Regions from separate parts of the Gossypium arboreum genome. Here region 2 is linked to region 1. A link is a contact called in public Hi-C data. All regions are on one chromosome and are shown on one strand. The core of a region is the stretch at or near the end of the contact, and the rest is flanking DNA. Distances in the headings are between cores, read along the strand shown. Region 1 has its middle 6.4 kb from the start of LOC128281470. Region 2 holds the start of LOC108486931 (protein TONNEAU 1b-like).

Region 1 (6,303 bases), core at 2,772-5,271:
TGCACATGTTGTCTCATACTTTGGAATAAGTATTAAAGTTGTAATAAAACTTGACGAGAGGATTGATAATGTTGAGATATTTAAATTTTCAACAGGTACTCGATTAAGTCTTAATCTAATTAGCATAAGTATTATTATCAATGCAGAAAGATGAGAGTTCGAGTGCGTTGAAATACATTATTTTTTTATTTATGAGTTGGGAGGGGCTATGGGTAGTTCTAAACATTGTGTCAAAAAGAGCAGATATGATCATATCCTACAATGAGATTGTTCAAAAATTTTAAAAAAAAAATTAAAAAGCTTAAATAGCAATTTTCCATTTTAAGAGGCCGGAACCCTGCTAACACCCTAGATTCACCTCTGATGTTAATGTTATAATTGTATTTGAATCCAAACATACATTTCATCACTAAATTGATTATATTAATTGTCAAACGACCACTTTGATTTATTTATTTAGTCCCAAATGGTATATAAGTTAACACACAATCAATGAATTAAATGATGATTTCAGTTTTATTTAGTAAAAATTTTGAACTTTACAAGCACCAAAGAAAACCCAAGATATATATATATTATAGTTTTGAAAAATAAAAATTAATTAAAATAAATAATTTTTTAATTTTTCTTGTAAGTTTACTTCAAATTGCAATGGATAAGAAATAATTTAAGTATTTATTTTCAAATTTTTATATTTGATAGAATGAGCATGCTATATTAAATCACATTATGTTTAATTAAAATTTTAAAATATTTTCTTTAATTCGGATGCTTATCTAATGCGTTTACTGCAATAGTGTATCAAAATCTTTTAATATTATTTACTAATAGAAATTAAGCTGTACAAATAGTTATTCAATTATGTTTACGTTCTTGTTTTGGTCATTTAATTTTAAATTTTTTTAATTTGGGCATTTGTTTTGGTCACCTGTTGTTAAATTGATAACGGAAATAATAACGTAACTTTTTTTTAATTGGTATAATGACACATTTAGTCCTCAATACTTACATGTTCTATCAATTTGACCCTAATTTTAAATAGTTCAATAAATTTAACCCTTCACAATTACAGATTCTATCAATTTAATACTCAAATTTCTTGAATATATGTGTTAGTACACCCTAACCTTATTTTACCCTTTCAACCATAATCCCATTACATTTCCTCCCAGCCAGCGGTGCCTCCATGTCTAATCCCAATTCCCACAACCTACCCGACCTCCTTTCCTAATTATTGTCTGCACCTTCAAAGCTCAGCTAAGTAAAGTGGTAAACACTTCAATGGGAACACTTGGGCAAAGCAAGAAATATCAGTCAAATATGTCTCTGGCTGTTGAGTCCTTGGGAAAAATCTAGATTTAAAAGAATAGGTATATATTTACTTACTTTCATCAACTAAAGAAATAATTAAAAAAAAACATAAAAGATGTATATTTTGTATGCTTCCTCATTTATTTCTTATCTTTTTTCTTTTGGTGAATTATAAAAAGAGGACAAAGCCCTAACAGCAATGTGACTAGTGTGACTTGAACCCAAACTACATCTGAGATGGACAATACCCTAATTTTTAAGCCAACACACGAGTTCACTCCTTGTTTATCTTTATACCTTTAAGAAAACTCAAAATCAAAATGTAAAGTTACATAGGTATGTTGAGCTAGAGAAGTTAGTTCTCGCATTATTTCGGTTGTATCAACTTGTATTTAGAAATACTTTGATTTAGTTGTTGGGTAAGATCATTATATCATCTTTGAAAATTTTCATTATTTAGTAAGTTAGATTAATTAAAAATTTGAATAACCAAAACCTAATTTGATCTCAAGCTCTAATTCAATTAAATCTTGAGATCTAAATTAATAGAATTGTAAATGTGAAAGGTTAAATTTATTCAATTATTAAAAATTAGGATCGAATTAATAGAATATGTAAGTATTGATGACTAAATGTGTTATTCTACCAGTATGAAAAAAGTCACATCATTATTTACATTATCAACTTAAGAACAAGTGATCAGATCAAGAACGAATACAAACGTTAGAGCCAAAATTGAATTTTTTTAAAGTTAGATGATCAAAACAGGAATGTGAGCATAGTTGGATGACCCCATCTGTATAATTTACTCTAAAATTTTTTATGTAAGGACAATGAAATATAAATTTAGGTTCTTTATCATCTATGCTCTTTTTTATAAAAACCACCACAACCTCTCTCTAACCCTTTAAATAGGAAGGTAATGCATTTCAGCACATTCAATCCCACGTCTTCCTACATTAACAACAATGCTAATGTCAATCGAGTTAAAACTCAATCGGCACGATACTAATATTTTTAAATATAAATAATCATTACAAACACAGTTTAAATAGAATAATAAAACTCAAACCTAAAACCTCAAAGTTTTACCGATACAATCAAGATATAAGATTCCTTAAAATTAATGCATAAGAAATAAATAAGAGGATTAATAGGTTAATTAAGGAACAAAACTTTATAAAAACTAATTCAAATAAATTGGTGGGCAGTTGGGAATAATTTAGGTTACCCCACCACCATAATTTTATGCAACTTTTTTTCAAGCGGTCCAACCATTGGTTGGTAAGTTATAAAGGCTAGAACAATCTATGGAAGAAGATTTTTTTCTATTAATTATATTTTATTATAAAAATCATCTCTTACATCATCGAGATAGTATTAAGTTATATTTAAAATAATTAGTAAATTAACATAATAAAAAATATGATTATTTAGTATTTAATTCTATCTTAATATTCGATTTATTTTATTATCTGAAAATAAAAAATTCTAAAAAATTTAAATTTGGTTCTAATTAAATACGATAATTTATACACATTTTAAGTGTTTTTATTGAGTTGATGCCATAGATTAATAGAAGACTAATTTAATTGTAAAATGAATAAAATACCCTTTTGGAGATGCGAATTAAGTTATAATATAATGATGTTGACAAACAATTAACTTTTTGATATAACCAAAACACACATAGGCCCTGTTTGGCAATTGGCTGATAGTTGATTGCTGATTGCAGTGGTTGGTTTGATCAACTGATTATATTAAACTATTTATTTAAAAGCGTTTAGTAAAATTTAATTGATAGTTGAAAGTTGATATGTGGAAAACTTAACTGATAGTATTTATTTGTTTATAATACTTTGGTTTTTATTGGGTGAAATTATTGAAATAAAACACTATTACCAAGGACTTAAAACATCCATTATGGAAATTAATTAGTGAATATTTTTAAAAATTCAAATAAACAAATTTCTTAAATTCTTTCTTTGCAAATATTAACCTCGTGGAAATTGATAAATATTAATAGTATATCAATGTAATTGTAAACTATATTCTTAGTGATAATTATATCTTGTTCTTAGTATGTAATTAGTAATAATCATGTCATACTCGAATAAATTTGTCAAGTAATATAAGAAATCATTTTACACAAGTAAATTGAAAATAAATTAAGAGTTTATAAATATTCAGGAAATACATACGTATTTCATTAGGTTTGAGAGTACATGGCAAAGGGAGTAATTTTTGAATAAGTATAGTTAGATATGTGATTCCACATATTTCATTCTCAATCAGCTATAAAAAAAAGTTATTCATCCTTGCGTTTTTTGTTTTAGAGGTTTTAGCTGAATAAGTTCTTATAAACTTTTATTCATTAAACACTGTAATTAAAAGATTTCACTACCCAATCTTCTATTTATATCCGAATCAATTAAAAATAAAAATAAAATTTTATTTACCAAACACCCCATAATTTTTTATTTAACTATACATCACAAACTATTTTTAAAATAGGCCATTACTTTATAAAAGAAATTCCAAGATCAAATCCCCACCCATGATATAAAATATATTAAAATACTAAATTATTGACAACTTGGTTTTCCCACAAACGATATTTTAATAATTTTTATAGGATAAAAGGAAAGGCCAACTACCAATTTTGTGGAGAGAAAATAAGAAGAGAAACCTTAACGGAGACAGAGAAGAGGTCTTGTCAACCGTCACAACACCATCACCCAAAAGGAGAAAAATACCATGATGGAGAAATCAAGGCCGTCCATTTTACCTTATTTTGGAAAAGAGATAAAAAAACACAGTACAATGATTTGATTTAAGAGCACTTAGAATCTTTCTTTCCCCTTTCATTATTTTTTTTCATGCAATCCCATGTTAGAACCTTTCCTTTTAGGGTAATATTTACCTTAAATATATTCTCTTATTATTTTTGTTGCTTCCAATTTTAATATATTCTTTTAAGTAATGAGGTAATCCCAATCCCCCCCCCCCCCACTTGCCTTTGATTTTGGGTAATATTAAAGAGAAAAATAAATGAAAAATCTTTTTGTTGGTTGTGAAATGACACCTACTAAATTCCTCTAGTAATTTCTAACTTAATTTAAAAGAATTTTATGTCATAATTAATCCTTTATTTGAGTTGTTAATTTCATTCAATGGTGTTCGTAAAAAAATCCACAAATAACCTCAAGAAGGAATCCTTTCTTTTCAAAATTAGTTGGTATCTATGCATTTCCTTTTCATAATCATAATGTAATCTTTTTAGAATTTATCTTATTTTTTCACAAGTTAGGTCAAGATTAAATCTGATTAATTGTTGAAGCTTTTAGTCTAAAGTTTGGTCAAGTCCATTAGGCTTTTAACAACTTATCTTACCACTTTAAAAATTAAAATATTTTATATTAGGGTTAGTATGTGATATGTTGTTAATGAAAATATTTATTTCAAGTTTAAATACTATACTTTAAAAGAGTATGTGTTATCGTTTCAATACTAATTGTAGAGTCTAAAATTTTTGTTGGCTTCTATGATAGAATCAGTCGGGGACTTGAGATGTAGTAGTTTACCCTGTGGCGGATATCATTAGTTCGAATCTGCTTAACTTCAATTCGTGAATTTAATCGAAATAAAGCTATATGATAATACCCAATTTTTCTAATTCAGTAGTTAGTTCGATCTATGATTAATCATTTATGGACGTTGATAAGATCCTTCCGTTTCATTTAGCAGCACCTTAGGATGGCATAGCCTTAAACTAAAGTAAAGTTAAGGACGAGGTTCAAACGAGGAAAGGATTACGATGGATACCTAGGCACCTAGAGATGAGGAAAGGGCATGGTAAGCATAGATCCAGAGATTCTCGAATAGGTCAACCTTTCGAACTGCCGCTGAATCCATGGGCAGATAAGAGACAACCTGGCGAACTGAAACATCTTAGTAGCTGGAGGAAAAAAAAAAGCAAAAGCAATTCCCGTGGTAGCGGCCCAACCTTATATAATCAAAATCGACCATTTTATAACATAATTTAACTGATAACCGGAATAAATTTGCATTTTATAGCGTATCCACACTTTACATAAGTTAAAACCTAAACTTGAAATCTTTAAAATTCAAAGGCCTCAACTTAGCATTAAGCCAAAGTTTCATTGACTTTAAAATTAAATTTAAGTAAAATTAATTAATGAGTATTTAAAATCTTATTAACTAGTGAACAAGTTTTATTTATACTATCCTTATCTTTAAACTGTATATTGATAGAGTAAATAGTTATTCCACCCATTTCATTATTTCTTCAAGATAGATATGATAAGATTTTGTTTCTTTATGAGCTAGCAAAATTCTTTGTTTAAGTCTTATTTTTGTGAGATTAATTTTTAAAAAATTTAAATTTACTAATTTTAAACTTAATTTATTACTCTCTTTTTTCAGTTTTGCTGCTTAAGAGCTTTAACTGACTCAAGAGCTTTAAAATTAATTTATTACATTTTAAAATGATTTCTTAAGAGAAAAAAAGGGTTTTTGAGAAAAATAAACCTTAAAAATCATCAATAATTTTTTGAACTTTTCAATAGAGAATTATAACACTTTTCAACATGCTAAGTGCATATAATATAACACTTTTTAATAGAGGATTATTTTTTATAAATATGTCTCGTTAAAACTTTGTTAAGAAAAATCGGGATAAAATCTCAGCGAAGAGAAAGAGTACAATATTCATAAATAAATAAAAATCCCATTATATGTAACCAATCACAATGTTTTTAAAAATCGAAATTCGAAGTTTACAAATAGATCGAGCGAATTATCATTTGAGCGAATTTTACAAATATTAATGTCACCTTTTTAAAAAAGTTCATGCGTGTAGAAAAAATTTGGAGAGATATGTTTGGTCCTATCACCTTTTATATAGTCACCTTTAATTTGTGAAATACATGTTGCATTATCCTAACACAATATTGTTTACTTGCCATTTTC
Region 2 (6,336 bases), core at 2,586-5,085, 43 kb after region 1:
TTAAAATATCAACTCTTTCATCAATAAGTAGTTGAGTGCAGTGATAACGCATATTACACTCCTAAGGAGAGAATGTACTTTAGATATGAACAATAAAACTAACATACATAATATCAAAATATATATATCAACTCTTTCTTGCTATACTAAATTGGGTAATTATTGAATAAAGTAGATAGGGTAAATAAATAAAAACACTATAAAATGAACCAGAAAGCACTATGACAAAAGAAATAAAAACATCATTTTTGAACTTGTGGCCATTTATTTATATAACCAACCTTACAAGTTGGTATCAATATTTTAAAAAGTTTGAGGTTTTTTCTGAATTTTTTTGACAAATTTTGTAACTTCATTCTTTTTTTTTACTTTATGTATTTTTAAATATAAAATTATATATATTTTTAATTTTTCAAATTTTATATAACTTTCCATATAAATTTTCTGATTTTTAAATTTTTTCGAGCTTTTTCTGAATATATTTGACATTTTTTTGTATTTTCTCTCTTCTTTGTGTTTTATGTATTTTTAAAATATAAAATAAATATTTTTAAATTCTAGCATTTTTATATAAATCCATATATTTTCTGATTATAAAAAATTGAGAATTTTTCTGATTTTTTTTTGCTATTTTTTTCTGATTTTTCCTGTTTCCTTTTTAAATTTAATTTTGAAAAATAAAGTTTGGGTGTGTGTCACATCACTTTTTTTGTAACAGCAACAGCAATTGAGGTAGCATGCCTGATATTTGGAAACTTTGGGTACTAAATTAATAAAAAAATTATTTAAATACCAAAGTGATAATTGGGTGTAAATATGAAGATAAATAATATATTAACCCTAAATACAATTCTTTAAATGGTCCTAGTCCTTATGTACTTGCCATAACCAATAAATTCTAGTACAATGCCATAGGCTAAATTCTCTTCAATTTTCGAGTAGTGATGTGATACCTTCAAGTCACAATTTCAGTCTTCTCAAAAAAAAATTCATCTATGTGTTTAAACCGTCAATGCGGTAAGCTCGAGAGCTTAGTAAGCACTTATGAAATATTCTAACTTTTCTTAACTATTAGTAGTTGGAGCCTTTTAGAAATTTTATTCAAGAGTTCACTTAAGTCATATATTAAGGAAACTTTATTCCTAATTTTTTTTAGTACATCATTTGTACTCAAGCCACTTTAAGGAGATTAGTTCATATAATTTATGTCCAATACATAACTAGGGTGGTTCCAATTGTGATCTTCTTGCTAATAAAATGCGCTTTAACTTATAGTTCTATAATTACCCCATTTTTTTAAATCTTTCATGATTTTTCATAATTTGACTTCTTAGTTCTAGTGGTTTTCTAATTTCAATTTTTGCGTGAGTTAACAATTGTTATGTAACATCTTACACCCAACTCGGACAATAAATTTGAATGCAGGACATCACATTCATTGTTGGAGAAACTCAAACAAACAAACATTCAAGTAGCGAAATCTATTATAAATAAATAAGTAAATGTAAATGCATGTAAACATGATCAATGGAGCCCACATACAAAAGTTTGAGGGCCAAAGCTACAAAAAAATAGGGCTAGGTTGTGAATCTTGAGCTGAAAAGTCATGTTGTGCTGTAGTGTCTTAAGACAGTAAAGCCATGTTTCGAGATATTCTTCCTTTGTTTAACTATTTCAATTTTAGAGTTTGTTGTCTCGAGACAAATATCGTCATGTCTCGAGACAATGATCCCTATCTCTCAAGACAATGCCACTTGTCTCGAGACCCTAGACCTATTTTCACTTAATTTTACTTCGATGTTTTAATGTCTCAAGACAAAGCCACCATATCTCGAGACTAGGCACTTAATGTCTCGAGACAAACATGATACCCTCGAGACTTTTACCCAAACATGCACAAAAATATTCTTGATGTCTCATGACATCACGAGACATGTTCTTGATATCTCAAGATAATAGAATAGAGGTGCAAAAATTAGCATACCAAAATGCACCAAAAGATTTCCTCTATGCAACATGCAACCAAACCTCCTCGCACATTTTAGCATAATATATATACCAGTCACAATATGCAATCACCATGCGTAAAAAGTAATTCATCCAAAATATCAGGTGTCAAGTAAATATCCATTAGTAACCATGCATGCTACATTGAAATATATGAATCAAAATTTACCCAAAAATAACCAAATAACCAATTAAGTAATAAAGCAATACCAAAATACGAAACCATTCAAAAACCTCAAAGCTTCAAATGCCAGATACATGAAGCATCCTAGACACCTAGGTACATGGCGTTTATTATGAAAAACATAAAAGAATCATTATTGAAACAAGACAAGCTGAGATTTGACTCCTAGATGCAGCGGACACTCTCGAATCAACTTCCAAAGAAACTTTTAGCCTACGCATGGTAACAAACAAAACCGTACATTAAGTAATGAAACTTAATGGTGCTAACATATCTTTAGATGTAACTGTACTTCTCCCTTAATTTGCCCACTACACTATTTTGGTGATTTTGAGCCTTTCAAAGCTTGTATATAATCCCGGACACCTTTGAACTCCTATAGTAACAGAGACTTGTATGGATGCACCTCCCCTTAGAAGCACTTGTATATATCTAGATGTACTTATAATTTTCCCTTAGTTTGCCCATTACACTGTTTTGGTGATTTTAAGTCCTCTAAGGCTCACATATGATCCTAGATGCCTCTGAACTCTTACAAATCAATTCTAATTAGATTTATCATGATTTTAAGGTTATACAATTGAATTTATCTATTTTCTAGGATTTTATAAAATTTATTTAAAGTTTAATTTCTTAAATAACATGAGATTTTTGTCACAAAAATATTTCGATAGCATCTCCCATTCAAATTGTATGTCAAGACGGGTGATGGGTGTTACATATAAAATTTTGTGATTTTTAATTAATTTCTAATAGTTTTTATAAATTTTAATCTTTTTATAATTTTAATGTTTTTAAATTTATTTTATAATTCCAAAATGTATCTAGACATATGAATGTCTAGATTCAAATAAACCTCGACAACTTTGTCCAAATTCATTTGTACTTATTTTAAACTTCCTTTTTATTTTTTGAAATTTTTATTTTTACTAACATGGCATCTGTTAACAACCATGTCAGTGTTGCCATTAAATACTAACGGTCAACATCAATCAAAGGGCCTATTAGGCTAGTCTTGTTAGTTCACTTGCTCAATTGGATGCGAAAAGTTAGAAGAGACTTAATTGATTCTTTTTAAAAGTTTAAGGGCTTGTAATAGAGTTAAAGCCATAAATAAATCTACAAGGGTATTATACTTTTTTCAAACTGGACCATTGAACTAGTCGTATCATCAATTTTTGTTTCAATCGGTTTAACTAGCTATTGCAATTTTAATTAAATAAATTATTAAAAATTCATAAAAATAAAAAAAATTCAATTGATTTTTCTAATCCAATTTAAATAATTCACTCAAAAATCAATTTAACTTTTAATTCAAATTGATATAACAATCAATTCTCGATCTATTCTAATCATATTTAGTCAATTCACTCAAAAATCAATTCAAAATTGATTTAATTTTTTATTCGAATTGATATATCAACCAGTTCTCGATTCTAACAATATGCATTTTATTTAAGTGAATATATATATTGCAAACAATAGGATAAATAGATTTTTATATCAAATTTCAAACAATTGTTTTTAAAATTGGATTTTAACGACCCTAGTAAGTGTGAATAATCTATTAGAGGACTAGATCAAGAAAATGAACGGCCAAGATCACACCTTACCGTCCACTGGATCCCACATTCACCAGAATTTATTTTGGTTTTTTGTTTGTTTTTATTAATTTGTGTTGCTTCCATCTCTGGCAGCACCCAACTTCTTTTCTTTTTTTCCAGACATTTAAGAATAACTAAAAAAGTAGGAGGTTTTTTTTCCCTTAATTTTCTAGGGAAACAAACAATACCATGGATGATTACACGAGAGAGATGATGGATTTGAAAACCCTGGTTACTCGAACCCTAGAGAAGAAAGGGGTTCTAGCTAAGATCCGGGTAAGAAATAATTTTTTCTATTTTAGCGCTTTTTTTATCGGAATTTCATGTTTGGTTCTCGAGAATGGATGATGAAAAACGAAACTCTGCTGATGACTTGGGCTTTGTTAAGTTAAAATTGAGTAAAAAGATCCTCTTTTGGCGTTGGATCTCGTGTTAATGGTAGAAACCTAGGATTTGTTTTTGAATATTTTGTTTCAAATTTGTTACTTTTACGAATAATTGAATGGGGTAAAATTGTGTTTGTGGATCTTTTGGTGTAAATTTGGGACCCGAATGTTAAAATTTCATGTTCTGAAAACATTTAGGTGTGAATTTTTTGGGGGTGAAATTAGATAATTGGAAATGTTGAAGAAAGTATTTAGGTGGCATTTTGGTATACTGGAAAGTTTGAATATTTCTCACTGGGCTTGTTTGAGAAGCTGGTTTGCTGTTAATTTTATTGAATTGTAAGCTGGAAAGTTTTAATTTTCAGTGGCTTTTTTCAAGGGATTTAGTTAAGTTTCATTAGTATGCCCTTTAATTTCAGGAAAATTATGGATAATTTTTTTTGCATTAGAAGCTAGAGAAAGAACTTCTTAATTTGCGTCCAGCATTTTGGCTGGGGATTTGTTGGATCCTAGAAAAGTAGTGGAGTTTTTGGAGGGGAAGCTAAATTTGGGATTTGTGCACCATTTACTTGCCAAGGAAAAGGGTATGGTTCATTTTGAGTGATTGAATAGGGGCAGGATGCTAGATTAGTATCTACTACCAATTGTACACATTTGTTTCAGAACTTACAAATTTGTAAGTGAGCTGTTTCCATACCCTGATTTTGCAAAATGTTGAGCCTAGTTAATAATGCATGTTGAATTCATTCTCGGATTTGAACAGGAGTGCCTGAAAATAATTTTCCTTGTCTGCCTCTGTTTAGGTCTTCTAGACATGGGGGAAAATATGTTTGGAGACTGGGGATTTTTTTTTTTTAATTTGGTCCTGGGGAAAGGGGTGTTTTGGATGGGAGGCAAGGGGCATAAGAAGTGCAAATCTAACGAAGGCATTAACGTATCCTGTATGTGATAGTGGTAAGACTATATGAGCTGAAGTATATTGATGGTGTTATTATCTTGAATGATTGTTGCTTGTGAAGTGTGCAGATTAATAAAGCTGTTTTTCCTTATGGTTTTCTGTTTCTTCTTTTCTTTTTCTTTCTTTTAATGTTAATGTACTTGGTATTTCCGTTTCCAATGATCAGGCACTCGAATAACTTGTTCTTTTCCCATTTATGTCACTCCTAGGCTGAACTAAGGGCAAGTGTCTTTGAGGCAATAGAAGAGGAAGATCGAGTAATTGAAAAAGAGGAGAGTTTACCTCCTGCATTATTGGGAAGTTGCAATGATCGTGCTAAACGACTTCATGCTTCTCCTTCTGGTCAGTATAGTACTTTTAGCCTCGCTATATATCATTACATGAAGTTATTGAACAACATGCTTTTTCTGCTGGCCCTCTTTTATTTAAAAAAAAAAAGAGAGAGATTAAGCTAGCATCTATTATTTGTTCTTTTTTTCTTCCTTACTACATGTCTAGGAGTCCTCCCTTCCCTTTATTTGGTTGTTAACTTTTTTGGTTGCATCAGTAACTTTAAAGTCTATATCCAATTTGATATGTCATCGGCGTACCTCGAGTATAGTCTTTAACTATTCCATTTGTAAATTGTGAACTCATGCTCATGTTGCTTTGTCATGTCTCCAAAATCTTCTTAAATCTGCATTTTGTGATCTCCTTAATAATGTGTACCTTGAATTTCCAAATGCAGGAAGATTGTTAACTGCACTAGTGTGTGAGTACTTAGACTGGGCGCAACTAAACCACACTCTAAAAGTTTACCAGCCAGAATGCAATTTGGTAATCAAGTAATTTTCAATATATCACGGTCCTGATCATTGCTTTATGGTTGATCACTTTATTGGTTTTATTTCTTTGAAGCTTACATGCTAATCATACGGATATTTGTTCTTCTTTTAAATGTAGCAAAAAGACTCCTGGAAAGCTGAGTTGAAAGACTTTAGTGTCAAAAATGGTTATGACCTTAACAGAAATGGAGATAATCCTGTCCTTATGGATGTTCTTGATTGCTTCTTGAAGTTTGAGGTTAGTTTATCACTGGTGTATATATTTTCATGCTACTGGAGGTCTTTTGACTTGTGAAGTTTGAGTCATTTTAGTCTTTCTGTCTGAAGTTCGTATGCCCTTTTTGTGTGCTTTTTAGCTGTGATAAGTGTTATT

The links. A called contact is a pair of places that touch in the nucleus more often than the background predicts.
Region 2: a Hi-C map of leaf shows a contact between it and region 1, with 2.4 times the contacts expected there. The contact joins the promoter of LOC108486931 here to the enhancer-like site in region 1. A contact is called at or near these places in 2 of 5 Hi-C or Micro-C datasets (both in leaf).

What each region holds. Positions count from the first base shown.
Region 1 is chr10:123,225,365-123,231,667 of ASM2569848v2, forward strand. No RefSeq gene overlaps it. Among protein-coding and RNA genes, the nearest start is that of LOC128281470, 6.4 kb to the right of the region's middle. Within about 2 kb of position 4,022, at least 1 of the 2 cell types and tissues checked has an H3K27ac peak or open chromatin away from gene starts, as enhancers often do. A contact at or near this core is called in leaf, where this site is marked.
Region 2 is chr10:123,268,723-123,275,058 of ASM2569848v2, forward strand. LOC108486931 (protein TONNEAU 1b-like) reads left to right here and starts at 3,836. Exons shown (of 8, transcript XM_017791100.2): 1 at 3,836-4,071; 2 at 5,349-5,481; 3 at 5,867-5,955; 4 at 6,082-6,201. The coding sequence starts at 3,985.